2 separate regions of the Zea mays genome follow, and region 2 is linked to region 1. Evidence: chromatin contacts called from public Hi-C data. All regions are on one chromosome and are shown on one strand. The core of a region is the stretch at or near the end of the contact, and the rest is flanking DNA. Distances in the headings are between cores, read along the strand shown.

Evidence for each region. Hi-C and Micro-C count contacts between places; a contact is called where the count stands out from the background.
Region 2: a contact with region 1 is called in a Hi-C map of tassel, with 1.8 times the contacts expected there. The contact joins the promoter of LOC100282158 here to the promoter of LOC103643835 in region 1. A contact is called at or near these places in 2 of 25 Hi-C or Micro-C datasets (ear and tassel).

Annotation. Positions count from the first base shown.
Region 1 is chr1:269,203,435-269,206,427 of Zm-B73-REFERENCE-NAM-5.0, reverse strand. It overlaps LOC103643835 (protein UPSTREAM OF FLC), which reads left to right and starts at 1,517. Exons shown (of 7, transcript XR_561334.2): 1 at 1,517-2,411; 2 at 2,497-2,829; 3 at 2,952-2,993.
Region 2 is chr1:269,853,164-269,856,591 of Zm-B73-REFERENCE-NAM-5.0, reverse strand. LOC100282158 reads left to right here and starts at 1,967. Exons shown (of 3, transcript NM_001155070.2): 1 at 1,967-2,227; 2 at 2,379-2,502. The coding sequence starts at 2,070. It overlaps LOC103643844 (chloride channel protein CLC-d), which reads left to right. Exons shown (of 23, transcript XM_008667011.3): 21 at 1-10; 22 at 91-132; 23 at 490-976. The coding sequence ends at 522. It also overlaps the pseudogene LOC111590659.

The DNA of each region.
Region 1 (2,993 bases), core at 268-2,767:
TTCATTAAGGATCTTTAACCGATGTTTTTTGTTATTTTCTGGAGACCTATATGTTCATCGACCAAACTTGTTTTTGTATTAGTGTATAATATTATTGTCACTGTTTTTATGTCGTGGACTATATTTTTTGTACGTCATTGAAACTACCCATAAATTTGTCACTGTGTATCAGTGTATGTGTATGCAGTTGGCTTGATGTGAGACAATAAGCTGAACCCACTAGGTTTCCACCCAATTACAGGTTGGTTTGGGGTCAATAATATTATTGGGTATTGGGTTTAATTTTATTCTTATATTTTAGAGTGGATGTGAGATGGATATCAAAGTTATTATATTTAGGTATGGATGGAAGTGGATTGGATTTTTTTGCCATTAGCATGCCTATACTTAGAAAACTAACCGAGATCTCTAGTTTGTACATATCCTTAAGGACTGATTTGGTGACCCGGGATCCCGAGAAGAAGAAATCCTCTTGCTATTCAAAATTGAACTACAAGGGAATTTCTCCCCCATGGTTCCCCTTGGGATCCCTAATCACCAAATCAGCCCTAAGGTATGTACAAACCCATTTAACGTGGAGTTTCTAGTTTTTTTTTTTTTTTTTTGAAAAGTGTCCATTTCCAAATAATTATTTGTACATAACTTAAAGAAATAGAATTATATTGTACAGTTCTTTAACTATCTCTTGTACTCTTATCCTTGTAAAACTGATTCATGGTCTCGGAAACGTCCCTATACTGCGTGATTGGATTACGTGGTTGGATGGTTGTGCGCGTACAGCTAGGCTCGTGCAAGCCTTGTCCACCAGATACGACCGTTTCATGCGTATGTGCAGGTACAGTCAAATAAGCCTATGCTACATTAGTTCTTGCACGGTCAGCCTCTTAGATGCATCGAATCAAACACGCTACTTTAGATCATGGTCAATGCATATAAGTCTTGGCTCTCATTGTGCGGACAACTAAACGCTTGGCTAGTGACTCCGTAGGACATTCGGCACGCATAAAAGCTGTTGTATCATAAAGCTGGAAGCTTTTCGTACACGGCGCTCTACAATGATTTACCACGCCAGCCCTTTTCACCGTCAGAGGGGTCTTCCGGGCCGGCTCGGGCGGCATCGGCGGCACCACACTAAGCCTAGACGCAGGCGCAGGGCAGCTCGGCGCGCCACAAGGTCAGCCTGAGATGCGGTGAGGACAGGCTCTGATTTCTTTTGTTTGCTTGGAGCGGGGAGCCGTGGACTGTGTTTGCCTTTTTTTTTTCTTTTCTGTTTGATAGGTACTCCAGGATAAAACAATCTTTCAGCTGGTTGTTGCACCCGGAGGGATAGGGTCATGGCTATTTCTCTGTTTGGTAGTAGAAGGGTCAAGTCTCGTCAAGAGGGGTGTGTCTCCTCTGTCCCGTGCGTGCCGCTACCGGACGCCAACGAACCAATCCACGTCTCCACACCGCAATGGGAGGGAGGGAGGTCCATGATTAACCCACCCGGTGCTTGCACTTTCCGCCAATGACCGCCGAGCCGTCTCCGGCCTCCGCGCTCCGCGGCTAGGCAGGCATTGGCGCGACGGGCGCAAGCGCAATCAATGCCACCGGCTCCCCTCCTGTTCTCTTCCCGTCGCCCGCATCCGCAGTCCCAGTCCCAGTACCCGCTGCTTTATTCCCCTGCGCCATACATACTGCCGTTTGACCTCGAGCTCCTGGCTGCGCCCCTGCTGGCCCGTGCTCTCTACCCCTTTTCCCTTCCCCGCCATTAACCTGACGCGCACCAGGCGCAGGCCGCCGCAGACTCGCCGTCGAGAGGACGAGGGAAAAAGTCATTCCCTTGCCTGCTTCTGCTCGCCCGAAAAGGCTCCCGTTCTGCAGGCCCGCCCCGCCCCGATTCAATGCAGCCATTGCCTTGTTGAGCTCGTCTCGTCCCGCTGCTTTCCCTCTCGTCGTGCTCCTCCCCACGCGGCCACGCCACGCCTCGCTGTAAACCGACCCTGTTGAGGCTTGGACGCACCCGCGTGTCCGCGCCTGCCTCCCATCCCACGCCCCCTCCCCTCCACTCCACTCCACTCCCGCGCCGTCACCGGCCGGGGGGAAAGCTCCAACCGAGGGGTTTTTGTTTGTACGCGCCCGTTTGGCCCTTGCTGTGGTCACATCGCCCGCTCCCCCGCTGCAGCAGCGCCAAAGATATGAGAGGAAAGTTTGGGATCAGTTCCCCGGTGCCCCGCCCCCTCATGTGCCCGCGCCAGTGACCTCGAAAAGGACCGCGCGCCGCGCCTTGCCCCGTGCCCAGCCGACTCTCTCTCTCTCTTCTCGTCCCGATTCTGATCTGGTTGCCGGCACCAGCGAGGTCCAGTCTCGGCGCCGCCGGCGAATGCAGGGTCTGGAGGCGCCCGCCCGCTAATCTCGACTTGGAGCTCGAGGTACCCCTCCCTCACTCCGCTGCAGACTCGTCCCCTGTCCTTGTCTTGTTTATATTATTTAATTACTCGATGGGAAATTGGGAAGTTGCCAGGCTTGCATTTTGTGCCGCCGTCGTCTGATGTGATGTAACTGAAGGGCAGCAGGGGCAGCCACAAGCCAGCCAGCCAGCCGCGGGTTTTCCGGATTCTCTCCTGCTGCTGACGCGACTTCAGTTTCTTCCTAGGAGGGGGAGGAGCGTGTGAAACTCAGGTTGGGCGAGGATGGAGAGCCGGGGGCGGCGGCCGCGGAGCCCCGAGCGCCGGAGGCCGGCGGCGCGGAAGGTGCCGGTGGTGTACTACCTCACCCGGAGCCGCCACCTCGAGCACCCGCACTTCGTCGAGGTGCCGCTGGCCTCGCCGGAGGGGCTCTATCTCAGAGGTAAGCTAGCGGATGCGCGTCCTCGTATCCAAATTCCAGTTTTCTCCGCGGGTGCTCGTCTACCGACGATGGCTTATTTTCTGCTCTTTTTCCCGGGGTGGCGGCGGGCGGGCGGGCTTCAGATGTGATTAATCACCTGAACATGGTGCGCGGCAAGGGCATGG
Region 2 (3,428 bases), core at 718-3,217, 650 kb before region 1:
ATTACTTGAGGTGACAAGTTATTCTTTTAGCTTATGATTTGAGGAATTTTTTTTATCTGGAATCCCTTTACTAGTGTTATTGTATTTTAGGAGGATAACAACAATGTGATGCCGGAGCTCCAATCGACGAGTGTAAGGTTTTGATGCTCCTGCCCCACCAGATATTATCTGCATATGCAAGCTTGTACATTGTCACAAGTAACTTATATTCTAATTGCATTTGTTGCAAAACCAAGGTTTCAATTACTGGGCTGCTATTGTGCCTGCCTGGTGAACATTGTTAGGAGCTCTCCTAACATTGCATTGGTTATAGTAAATTCTATCTGCATAGATTTTTGGTTAGATGCTCATGACATGCTAGATAGGAAATCTTGGGAGGCAGGATGTGAATCAATGAAACATTCTGGTTGCATCTGTACAGTACTGTCTTAATCAGCGACCATTTAAGAGAACCACATTTTGGACTGAGATTTTTTTTTTTATCTGCAGGGGCTTGCTGAACGGCAAAATGCTCGGGGGTAATATACATCTGGAACGTCCTCTTCTTGACAACCTAGTTATTGAATAGACACGTAGCAGCATGTATGTCAAAATAATTTTGATAGCTAGCAGTTAACCTTGCACTGCATGTTGGGACATGGCCCATGGGTATTATACTTCACATGAATGATGAAGCAGCAGTGAGCGGATAATGCAGCATGGTTTTGGATTCTGCCGACTGTTGCGCATGGATGTTGGCGTTGCGCATCATTTTTTGCTCCGTCAGCAGTGGCTAGGGAGGCGATTCCCCGGTGCCGTGTGTTTAGATTAGGTGATTGTAACTTACAAAGGCGTCCATACATACACACCATCCATGTATCCCACGGTAAATTTCGAAGACTGTATGTATAAGTACATATTTGTTATACGATGGTAAAGACAAAAGCTATGTAGGATTTGCGTGCTCTCATGAAACTATGATACGTGGCTATAATTACTTCCGGTTCCCGCTGAAATCGCTAGAATTTTCCATTGACTACATTCCATCCCGGTATCTCGGTCGGATCCCATGTCTCGATCGTTTTTACGTGATTGGAAAACTGAAGCTGAAGCGGCCAGCCCCGATGCCAAGGCTAATGTGACTTTATTTTTCTTTAACAGACTGTTACAGAGATGTATAAGTTTCTTTGACATGGTAACTTTTTTAAGAGGAGAGAGAAATGGGTCATGATAGGGGTGTTTAGGATTGCCCTGGATTTCAGCTCTTGGAGCTGCAGTTCATAATATAAATTTATTAAATAGTTTTAATTTCTTATTTTAAATAATAAATAAAATAACTTATCTAAATATATTTTGAAGGTTTATAACTCTAGCCCCATAATTTGTTAAGCATCTACTAACCTGTGTCACCAAATTCAATATATTTTTTTTGGAGCTGAAACAGTCTCAAACACCCCTAACCCTCTTTGGCTGCACCATTGAGAAAATCAGGTTTACTCCAATTTCACCAGAAAAAAAGCCTGGTTACGCACAACCCTTCTCTTGTACATAAAGCATCAATTTTCATGGTTCTATAATCGTCATGCTTCTCTATATTTAAATGATAAATAACTAAAACTATATATAAATAAGAAATGAAATCATGGCTATTGGCTCTAACGCTATCTTCAACAGCTTATTGATCCACATACTCATATTTAAACTTCACTCTGCGAATAATAGAGATTATAATATAAAACAATATTTTGAGTAACCATATGAGTGAATAATAATGTTTTGAGTGACCATATAAGGGAATTGAATATTCAAACTTGTCTAGCCAACAATACATGCATCTTTTGTACTTTATATTTATAAATGAAAACCGAGGGCACCTTGCTAGTAGTAGTAGCAATTGGAGCAAAAGAAGGCCCAACCAGCACGTCACACTGCTGCGAAGGACACCAGGCCCGCCGAAAATTGTGTGAACGCCCCTTTCTTCTACCCCAAGACGAACTCGGTGAACTCTTTCCGGTTCGTTCCCCTACGCCCGTTTCTCTCTCGTCGCGCAACATCAGAGCACAAGCGAGGAACCCAGTCCAGTCCCGGGAATGGAGTGCGTATTGGGCGTGGTTGGCCGCGACTTCGCGCTGGTGGCGGCCGACACCTCCGCCGTGCAGAGTATTCTCGTCCACAAGACCGACGAGGACAAGGTGATGGTGCTCGACTCGCAAAAGCTGATGGGCGCTTCAGGGGAGCCTGGTGATCGGTAGGTTCTCTGCCCTCGCCGATCCGTTCGTTCAAAGGCCGGCCTATCGATTCCACGTTCGCTTTTTTTGGGTTTTTGTGTGTCGTGCGATCTGATCTCGATCTGCCTGGGTTTCTGGGGGTTCTGATTGGGGCCGTTTCTGTTGGCGCAGGGTGCAATTTACGGAGTTCATACAGAAGAACCTCCACCTGTACCAGTTCCGGAACACCATCCCGCTCTCAACCGCCGCCGCCGCCAACTTCACACGCGGCGAACTCGCCACAGCCCTTCGCAAGGTACTAATCCGAATTAATCTTGTTTCTCTCTTTGTGCGATTTGGGCGTTCCAAGGTTCCATTGGATGGATATTATTAAATGGCGTTCAATTTTTTTAGTCGAGAGTGATTACATACCAAGTTTAATCTGTGATTGGGGCTGATTTCATTAAGCAAGGGGCACGAAACTTGGGGCAAAAGACGTGTGTCCGAGTTTCTAATCTCTTTAGCCTTTTGGTTTAGTGGTTTGTGGATGAACTGGTTTATCCCTAGTCATTTACTGAGTTCTGTAATCATAAAACATCTTCTAATTTCAAACAAAACATCACATGGCAGCTCCTAATGAACTGGTGTGATTTATTGAATTGAATCTAGAATCTTGTAGGCTTGCTAAAGATTGTTTTTTAATGTCTGTAGTTTATAAGGCCATCACAGGGTAAATATCTCCACTCCTTTAAATCAGGAGTTTTGTGCGTCGTGCTTCATGCTTGAAGCACGTAGAGTAGATTTGTTTTCCCCCATGTCCTACCTAACAAACAGGCCATTAACTCCCAAATGAGAAGTGAGACCCAAGTCTAACATGACATGAAGCCACATGCTGTGCAGTGCCCAGGGATAGTACCAAGGAGAACGAATGACCAAACAAGCTATAAAAAAGGGGCAGATCTCCTTTTAAACTCATACTTTTCTCGACTTTTTGGCTAAGAGAAAATATAGTATCTACAGTTTAATATCTGGTATGTGGGTTATATGACCACTTTAATTTTAAGTTTATTTTTTGTGGGGAGGATCCACTTTAACTTCAAATTTTAAATTTATTTTTTATGAGGAGAGTTTATCACAGTGGCTTGTCACTGGACCCTTGGGTCGTACAACTGCTTGCACTATAGCATCAAATATAATTGGTATACCGTTGCAATGTAGTATGGTATTTACATATGAGAGTCT